Regions from separate parts of the Anas platyrhynchos genome. Here region 1 is linked to region 2. A link is a contact called in public Hi-C data. All regions are on one chromosome and are shown on one strand. Each heading gives the region's core, a stretch centred on a gene start, on an enhancer-like site or on the middle of the called end of the contact. The rest is flanking DNA. Distances are from core to core; before and after follow the strand shown. Region 1 overlaps CFAP97 (cilia and flagella associated protein 97). Region 2 overlaps SNX25 (sorting nexin 25).

Region 1 (5,026 bases), core at 104-2,603, 77 kb after region 2:
GAAGAAAATTTGAAGCTGAATTAGAAATGAGCTACTATAGCTTTTCTTCTGTCTTATACACCCTTGGTACGTATTTGTGCTCTTATTACAAACTATTCAATTTTTATAAGCATTTGAAAAAAAAATCCATATTTAGACTTAAAAAAAAATGCCCTTGTTTTGCCTAAAGCTAAGTGTCTATCTTGATAAACGTTAAAATTTAGGTTATGCTATTGGGAATAATTTGAAATCTCACAGATAATATAATCTTAGTTTGAAATCACATGTTCTCTATGCAGTGTATTGCTGTTTGAATGCTTTTACTTGGGAATTACCATGCAGCTCTACTACTGATATTTTAAAAATATTTTTAGTGACAAGACGTGTGAATGAAAAACTGATAATGGTGAGTGTCAATACTTGGTCGCTACATCTAAAAGTTGTCTTTGTGTGTGTGCTGCTACTGAGGTGAGCATTTCCAAGTACTGCAGCTTGCAGTGAGGCCTTGATTCACCCCATGGAAAATAACTGAACTAGTTTTAGTTAAAACAGCAGAAACTTACTTGGTAACTGTAGCTGAGAGTGAACTGAAGATTATGCTTGATAGCTGGAGAGGAGCAGGTTCTGCACGTTGCCAGAGACAAATAAAGCAATGAATGTAGTCCCTTCGTTTATTGTGCTGGAATCAAGATCTGTTCTACAGAAAAGGAAGCAGTGAGATGAAACGTGCAGTTTTTGGAGCCTCCTGGTTGTGCGGCTGCATTGCTGTGGCTTTGCAGCAGGCTGATGAAGGCAGGGCATGGGAACAGAGTATTCTTGAGAGCAGATGTAACATGAGGAAAGAGATAAGGAAGAACTCGTAGAGCCCGGGTATCTGTAAGCTGCCATGTCAAGATACGGTGTGCACAGCAACTTTCCCCACGCCGTTTCTGTTGTATGGTGCCCTCAGTCTGCAGCAGGAGGAGTCTCAGTAGAAATTGCATGCGTGGTTAAAACAGAGGTTGTGCAGAGCAGACAGACAAACCTGCAGCGTATTGCATTGGTCACTGCATTGTTCCCATATCAGTCCTGCAGCTGTGTGCCACTCTGCTCAGAGCAGCTTGGAGGTGGGGTGGGAGGGAGAGCCCCTCCACAGCCCCCTCCCTGCCCCACTCATACTGAACCCTGTGACTGCAGAGATGGGAGTCTTAAAACCAGCCTGAGTCCTGGTGTAACCTAGGCCCAACTGGGCCATATTGTTCAGGTGACTGGAGTTTGATTGCTTATTGATTATCTCTGCATTGTGCATAAAGATTGTTAGGTGTATCCATGATACTGCTATGGTAGCTCTGAATCCCTGAAGGGTTTAATTGCTTGTTAGTTGAATGACTGTAGCATTGGAGCTGCGGGGCCACACTGTGCTGGAATTAAAATATCTTATCAACTTGGCCACGCACTATTTCAGTTATTCAGCGTTGATAAGGTTTGTTTTTTACAGACTTCTCACTCTTCTCCCCATCTGTGTGGAAAACATGTAGGTGTGATTATGATTTTTGAAGTAGAAATTTAGTTCTTTGGTTGTTTCCTGGTTTTACATAGACTTTTTATATATGCACCATTCTTTTGAGTAAATATTGTTTCCACATTTATAATAAACGTTAGATATTTTAGAATATTAGAATAAGAACTGACTTGGCAATATTCAACACCCATAATAATAAATGTTAGTTGTCATCCTCTTTTTTTGTACTTCTGTGCAGTCTGAACACAAGGAGGGAATGAAATATGCTAATGTGAAGAAATAACATCCAAAATTTGTTTTCGGAAGTATTTACTTAAAGCTGCTTGTTAGAAAGATGGGAATAGAAATCTTGAGATTTTTCTGGTGCTCTTTTGCTTGATTCTATGTCTTGAACCAATATCCTGCCTTATTTTAAGGAATTCAGATTTTCATAGTCATTAAATGGTTTGGGTTTGGGTTGGAAGGGACCAGTTCCAGGCCCTTGCCATGGGCAGGGACACCTCCCAGCAGCCCAGGCTGCCGAAAGCCCCATCCAGCCTGGCCTTGAGCACCTCCAGGGATGGGGCAGCCACAGCTTCTCTGGGCAGCCTGTGCCAGCGCCTTACCACCCTCTGAGTGAAAAATTTTTTCCTCGTGTCTAGTATAAATCTCTTTTAGTTTAAGACCATTCCCCCTTGTTTTATCATCGTCTGCCCCAGTGAAGAGTCCTTCTCCATCCTTTTTATAAGACCCCTTCAAGTATCAAAAGGCTGTTACGCAGATGAAGAGATGTGTTAGGCATGGATTGTGAATTAAGCAATCCTCCGTTTTCATTTCATTATGCTGCAGACTTACTCTCTAGCTTTAGACAAGTCTTTCAGTTTCTGGAGTTTAGAATTCAGGGTGGTTTGGCAAAAATACTGTATGTATCTTTATCTGAATTTACACTGGGTATGAATACAGTAGTAATGGGATTGCAGAAGGTATTTAGAGTACGGAAGATTTAGTACTTCGTGTTTTCTTCTCTGTAGAATGGGGTTGATGCCTGCTTATTTTACAGAAGTGTCCGTAAGAATTAGTTTGTAAATCCATGGTATTAGCTATTATTAACCTGAGGAGGTGGTGTGATAGGGTAAGTAGGACATTAGGCCACAGACTGAAGACTGAATTCTATCCTTGAAGCTCTCACTGACCTGTATGCTCTCTGATGAATCATTTTGCCTCTTCTGTGCCTTAGATTTTCTATTGTGAAAAAAATTATAGATCACTCGCTGAAAAGCACTGTGATGTAAATATCATTACTGTGAAAGTAAAAGCCCTGTGTTTCCGAATAAAGCTATTGTAGAAAATTAAATAGCAGCTTCAACTGAACATGTAGCAATTGCTTTAACTTCTTGGCTATAATTTGTGGAATTTGTCTGTACCTGTATATTTGTTCTTTTTCTTATGACATCAAGAATAAATAGCAGCCCTATTTAAGCATATATTTGTAAATAAGAATGTTTTTACTTTAAAAATCATATTTTCCTTTTTTTCAAAAAAGCATCAAACCAGGAATTCTCCAAAATCTTTTTTTTTTTAAATATGCAGCATGAAATAATGGATAGACAAGGAAATATTTGCACAGAAGTACTACAGGGGAATAGATTCAGACTGAACCTATTAGACGTTTCTGAGGAACTGTGATTTAATCCTTTCATATCTTTCAGATTTGTCACAGATACGGTAGTGGAGCAGTATAAAACAAAACAACAGGCAAACTGAAAAGTGTAAGCACTGAAGCAATTTAATGCATTTTCCTGCTGGGATTGCAAGAGAGTGGAAGATGCACGATTTTAATTTTAGCCTTAATGCCATTAGGAGAGCTGTATTAACCTGTCCTAATGCATTTGACTTGCTAATTATCATTTGTATTTCGTGTAAGGTTTGGTCTTTTTTAATCTGCAAGGTCGTTTCAATGCTCACAAATTGAAAGCAATAAACAGCTTGTTTATTGCTTCAAAGAAAGTCAGGTGTCTCTCCATGGAAACCAGCTTTCATAGAAATCCCATGAATACCAGAGAAATTTCTTTTACAGCTTTTCAGCAGATGAGAAGTAGCACTGTGTGCTGTGCAAGTCTTTATGCAAATGCTACTACTTGTTTACTCCTCTCCCCCAAATTACTGGTTTACGGTCCAGATAACAATGGAGTGGTCAGTAGGGATTTAGATAAATTACTTACTACTCATTGGTAGAGTATGAAGATACACATAAATCATATTTAATTGTTCCGAGACTTGAGGAGAAGTACAAATTGCAAATGCTTCAGAACCTTAAATCATAACCCGAAGCTTTAGTTTTGCCTCACGTTATCGTTGGCCACTGCAAAAACAGTCAGGTAAACCATTCAAACATTTCTGTGTTGTGATTAAACAGCAGCATAGATATGTTGTTGAATAAATCAACAAAAAGGTTGCACCTGGTGATCTTTTGAGGCCCCTTCCAACCCAAGCTGTTCAATGATTCTAAATTGCTCTAATAACTTTTAAAGCTCAGATACTTGGGTTAACACTAACTGTACCTGAAATACTTAGTAGCATTTAAAATAAATGCATTTACCTCTTACGTGGGATCTTGACTCGTGTTGTTGTTTATTGATGGTGAATTCTCCCTGTTTTTGTAGGCTTTTGTTGGCTTCACGTATGCTTCTGCTTCTGTTCCTGTGAAAGCATGGCTTTCTTTGACATGAAAATTGAAGCACATCCAATGCATATTGGACATCAATTCCTGATATAAATCATATAATTTTGTGTCATAGTAGGTGAGCAGGGAATAGGAACATTTGACAGTGTAAGTAGTGTCTTAAAATAGTGTGGGTTGGTCAGGTTTTCAGCCAGGTGGCTTGAGACGAAACTATTGCAGCTGATGATGATCATGAGTTACAGGGTCAGAAACCTCACTGCAGGCACAGTTGAGCACTTCTGCCAAAAGTGATAGTTTGTGACTCTGACCACAGAAATAACATCACCACTGCTTCAGGAAAACTTGCAGAAACTTTAGTTTGCAGCTTTGTTCGATTGCTCCTGTGGCTGATTGACCGTAGTTTAAGGATCAGGGATTTTATGAATGTCCTTTGCATTCTCCTTGTTTTGTTAGGCAGAAGCACTTGCTCTATATTTGTGATTGTCTTTCAGGAAGTTATGCAGTATGCATTCTGTTGCTAATCTTCTTTTTTACTATTATTATTTTTTTAATAAACTTAAACTCTCCTGTCACAGGGTTCCTGAGGAGAACAGTGTTGCAGTTGCTGTGATTTAGAAAAGGATACAGATGAGCTTCCATCAGTTAGCGGTTGTTTTGAAGTGGTATTCGAGGCTTAAATTCTTTGTTAACAGAGCTTAACTCAGTAAAACACAATTCTGATTTGTTAATTCTGCAGCTCAAAGAACAACAGAACAACAACTCTTAGTGTGTTGTCCGATTCAATGACCTGGTGAATTGCAGCACTCTTGCTGCAGAGAGCTGCCTGTGAAATTTCTAAGGCAGTTCTTCCTTAGGCCATGCAGAAGGTTAGCTATAAAAAGATC
Region 2 (5,334 bases), core at 127-2,626:
AGGTCCCCTTCGTTCTGTATGTTCCTAGAGTCTTTTTTTCAACCTCTATCAAACAGCCAAAACACCGAACCTCCAAACATGTTTTTTTTAATCAGAAATGTCAGTTACCACACAACTCTTACGGGTTACACGATTCGTATCATTTTTATGTTTTTCAGATAGTGCATTTTTATGACTCAAAGCTTTAAAGGTTCACCTGAGAGAGAACACAGGCTAAGGGGACACACACACATTTTTCCAAGCCATAAGTAATACTAGATTTTTGTGCATTATCCATTAGCTACATTAGTAAATCACTTTAAAAGGTTGATGACAGGCTATTATACTTTCCAGCTCCAATTCTCCAGCAACATATACTTTTACTAAGCCTCTCTGCAACGAACACAGGGCCACCAAATTTCTCTGTCTCAAATCACAGACCAAAACACTGGGATTAGCACGGGTGTATTTTGCAGATAGGAGGACAATGTCACCTACTCATGTTCCTGAAATCATCGACTGTGGCCAGAACATTCCCAAGCAATTAATTAACATGGAAAAGCACAACATTAATATTTTCTCCAGCCTACCCTTTGAAGCACAGAGCTGCAAAAAGCACAATTAATCAAGCCTACATTTAATTATCTAATCTAGTACCTCTTGTAAAATACAGTTAAGGCACTAACTCATTGTAATTTTCTCCCAGTTTCCCTCACATTTAGCAGAACCACATATTCCTTTAGCAATACAGGAGATACTGGGCAGTTATGTATTGAGACCCTTACCAGAAAGCTGCTGTTCCACAGTTTCGCTGCACGTGATGCTGCTGTTTTCTAAAACACAGCTTTAAAAGTTGCATAGATCACTTAAATTAAGAGCTTCACTGTTCTAAACAGCATTAAAACAAACCCAGAAGGTTACACAATGAGAGTTTATTTCTTAAAATAGCACATTGCCTTTTCAACCTGTTGAATTTCTTCATTTACAGTCAGTGAGTTTTGAGGCAGACCGAAGAGACAACTGTGCTCAAGCATGACAGCATGGTAATACAACATGATGCAGTTCTGATGAAAAATAATGCCCTTAAGATAGCAAATTACCCAATGCCAAAACCTGCTCGTGTATATACAGGTATTTTTACAACTTCATTACAACAGAGTCTGAAGACTGGAATCATTTGTATATGCATCATAGTACTCACTTGGGAAAGAAAGGAGGAGCTCAGAAGAGGTTATTTCCCACCCCCACTCCTCAAGTAAATACGAAGTATACACAAAGGTATTAGGAAATATATACAGGTTTTTATTCTTCTCTTTAGCAAGTTTGAACTGACCCAGAAGACAAAACAAACAAACAACATACCTCGCCTGAGATTATGAAGGCTTTCCACATGCCAAGATTCTCACACCACCAGTCTGTTCTTGCAATGTGCAGCTGAAGGTCATTGTGCTCTCTCTCCATCAGGGTGATTTCATCCTTCAGCTTAGAAACAATCTGCAGAGGAAAATTCATCAATTACCATTGGTAAGAAAAAGCTTGTGTAACATGTCTAGTTATATCTTTGAGAACACTATTCAGAAAGAATAAACTGTACAAGAGACAGGAGAGAGAAAAATTCACATGGAAAAGAAAATCATAACTGAGAAAATCTATGATATCTTCTATAGACATAGGAAATAGATTAATCTCAAAGGTCAACCCCAATACTAAAATGAAAAACAAGTTAGAAAGACACGATTCTATCACTGATACTATCAGGATCAAAGAGGTACTTCAGATACAACTACATATTACACATTTTATATAAACTTGAAATTGCAATTACTGCAACAGCAACTACCAGAGACATCCTCCTTATCATGTTTCCCATTTCAGATATATATGATGTGATGAAAGAACCTCAGAACAGATTTCATTGCCAGTAAGTTAGCGATGGTAACAACCACCCAAGAAGCTACCTCTTAATTCATTTTCGGTTTGGGAAGAGGAGAATTTATTCTTGTGGAAACCACACATTGAATAAGAGATGTTCTAATCAAGATGGCTCACAGGCATAATCTCATAAAGGAGAAATAATGCATCTTAAAACATCAGCAAAAAACAAGTAACCATGCCTACTAGCAGGAGACAGTACAAGAAAAGGTGGAAATATACATATAAAATGTGACATTAGAGATGCAGCAGCAGAAGCTGACAATTTAAAAAAAAAAAAATACAATATACCACGCACCAATTTTATGAGACTTGGCTGTAAAACTTGTAGCACAAGTGGTATATCCTGGCAGAAGATTTTACAGAGCTATAGCAACTTCCTCAGAATTTGTCTCCTGTAAGATGAAAGACTGTCTACAGAGCAGCTATATGACAACCTTCCAGCATGTAACTAACCTTCAGGATACAGTAAACTCTCAGAATACAGATTGCTTTGTGGTCACCTTGAAAGATCTCCTATAAGCATCATCCAGGAACAATTGAAAAACACAGAACTTGTAAGGTCCCATCATAAGTCAACAGCTGCTATCGTTATAAAACAAATACTAAAATTTTATAGCACTACTGGCTCAATTTTATTATTATTCTGTTTCAAAGATATATATTTTTTCAAAGAAAAAATATTTTAGAAGCAAAAAAAAAGCAGGAAAATACCACTTTAAAAGAGGTACAATCCCTTCTCCCCAAGGGTACTGAAAGAATATAGTTATTTCTCAAGAACAGAAAGGGAGCATGTAATGCAAATGTAAAAAAATAAATAAGGATTTAATTATACAGTATGTCTTATATTGAAGAAAATATTTTAAAACTGTAATGCTACAGAAATTAATGGCATGACCTAACTCATGCATACACAGTAACACCCGCTTTTGTTTAGCACTTATTTAGTAATTCTTGTTGCCTTAGTAATTCTTAGTAATTCTTTACAGTTTAGTCATTCCTTTTGCCTGTGTTACAAATTTTAAATTGAAGTCTAGCTGGCTATACCAGCTTCTCTTCACCATCAGAAATAGAAAAGATCTGACCAAGTTTAAAAAAAAAAAAAATGTCTCAAGCTCTATCAGGAATTATGTGGAAGTTGGAGGGATTTTAGTTCAAAGCAGTCCTGTTTCATTTCAGTAATTGTGTCAGAGAGTTTATTCTGTAAACAAGGTTTTGCAAGCAATGGGAAGCACTCTGAGTGGGAATGTTAACCTTTGCCTTGCTACTGGAGATAAGACTGAACTCTAGAAAAAAAAAACAGCCCATACACATTTACAGTGGATGAGATGAGCCTGCACTCATGAACTAGAGGGGGACAAGCCCTGTGCTTCAGGCATGAGATACACACACACACACACACAGAGGAAGTAGCACCTCAGTCACACGTCTCCAAAAATCAGGTTATCTTGTATGGCAGCAGCCCCTGTACAGAAGAGATGCTGCCCGAGTCTCCCTGTCATCTTCCTTGCTCTTTATATTCCACAGAAAGAGATGGAAGTAAGACTCCTCCCTACAGAGCATTTTCTTTTCAGAATCCCACATGCAACTCAAACAAGCAGTTTTCTTCCCTGACTGGCTGGCATCTGAGCTGAACATGGTGCTACAAGCCCCTTACAGACTTGCATGTTTTGCATGGGCCTTGCAGCAAAGGCATTTCAAAAAGAGAAAATGAACAACCAAGAAAGCTTAAGATTTATTTTTTTTTTAAGTAATACAAAATGGGCATGACATTCCCCTTCATATGGCTTACACCTGTGATTTTTTTAAATTCTATTTTAACCTTCATATGACTAAGAAACAAATTTTTACCTGCCATGTCCAGAATTGAAAAATAAAGTCCCTGTGACAAGATATTCTCACACTGCTGACTCAACAACTCATTTGAAAGCTCTACAGGTAAATGCTACTGTAGTATAACAGGCATAAAAAAATGGAACACATCTGTGCCCTTGCCACTCGGGAAGAAAAATACAGCTGAGGCCACACAGAGAGCAGAGCAGCTGTGAACAGGATACTCCAGAAGAGCTAAGGACACATTTCCAGTTGTCTGCAGAAACCTCTGGCAGAGGGAAACATTTAAGGGACAGAGGGAGTGAAGCTGGCCAGGGTGGTCTTGCACGCTACTGTCCATGACCACAAGCTCACAACACCTGCAAAGCTTGACACAGTTCTCACAACACTTTAAAAACATCTGAACAATGGTCCTGTAATATCATTCGGGGTAACAGGTTGGCCTAAGCCAAATGTAAATCCCCTACTTCTGCCTGAATGGGTTCTTAAATTGTTTAACTGCTGCATTCTGTAAAGGGAGAAGAAAAAAAAACTATTTATTTATTTTATGTTTCAAGCCCAAAGAACCAGAGTTTCACATCCCTCAGAATTTTTAGTCCAAAGAAAGTATGCCCTGCAGCTTTCTTCTGGCTCCTTAAAAGGAAATCAGTCACTATAACAAGTCTTATTTTTTCCCCTTTATTTAAGGGAGCCAATCACACATTTGGAGATTATGATACTGTGTTGTGCTACTTCAAAGCCAGCAGAGGGAGCAGAACCAGCACATCCCTAAACTGCAGTGCTGCAGATGCGGCAGGGACATGGAATCAGCTGCCATGAAGAATTATGCAGATAGAGGTGGGTAGAGATGTAAGGACGAAACTCCGTTTGCTACTGACAGAGAAGCAAGGCTATGGGAGAGAGGTATATGATATAAATCATATTTGTAGTTTTATTTACAGTAACTTAAAAAAAAAAAAGGAAAAAAAATTAGTTAACTCCAGGCTTTGATTTCACTTTTGGTAACAGGCTGATTGAAACAGGCATCAGACCTGTCCAGAAAGAGCCTGAGATGACTGCATATTACATAAATAAACACATAATATTAAAAAAAATTAAAAAAAAAGACTGAAGACACCAAAAGTACTTACCTTTTTGTCGGGTTTTGGTGAATTACATATGGAATTTAGAGCCTGTTTCTTATATTCGAGCTTGTCATTTAGCTGACGAAGCTTATTTGCAGCATAACTGGCCTGTTCATTAATTCTCGTGCTGCATTCTTCTGTAGTTTCTTCACAACCGTGGCTCTAAGAATAGAGAATGGGAGCGACTGCATCATTAATGTGAAAAAGGAGAAATTTATTGTTTGCTCCATATGCATGTGTAAGAACATTTATTCTTGATATAGATAAACACACAGGCGTAATGGCACATCACTATAATAAATTCTAATAGATATTCCAGCCATCAGATCCTATATGAAATATGAGTTGTTATAAACAAAAAACAAAAATAAAAGCCTCATCATTTATACTGCAATTCCATATAATTCTTTCCAACTGTGTAAAACGACCTTCAAGCTAAGGCTTTAATATAAATGAGAGTAGGAAT

What was found. A called contact is a pair of places that touch in the nucleus more often than the background predicts.
Region 1: a contact with region 2 is called in a Hi-C map of F5 follicle, with 2.2 times the contacts expected there. The contact joins two enhancer-like sites. A contact is called at or near these places in 3 of 8 Hi-C or Micro-C datasets (F5 follicle, liver and subcutaneous adipose tissue).

What each region holds. Positions count from the first base shown.
Region 1 is chr4:23,438,223-23,443,248 of IASCAAS_PekinDuck_T2T, forward strand. The region is part of intron 3 of CFAP97 (cilia and flagella associated protein 97); the gene reads left to right. Among named protein-coding and RNA genes, the nearest start is that of CFAP97, 14 kb to the left of the region's middle. Within about 2 kb of position 1,354, at least 6 of the 8 cell types and tissues checked have an H3K27ac peak or open chromatin away from gene starts, as enhancers often do. A contact at or near this core is called in F5 follicle, where this site is marked.
Region 2 is chr4:23,361,050-23,366,383 of IASCAAS_PekinDuck_T2T, forward strand. SNX25 (sorting nexin 25) reads right to left here. Exons shown (of 19, transcript XM_072037226.1): 10 at 4,875-5,030; 11 at 1,342-1,473. Among named protein-coding and RNA genes, the nearest start is that of ANKRD37, 32 kb to the left of the region's middle. Within about 2 kb of position 1,377, at least 2 of the 8 cell types and tissues checked have an H3K27ac peak or open chromatin away from gene starts, as enhancers often do. A contact at or near this core is called in F5 follicle, where this site is marked.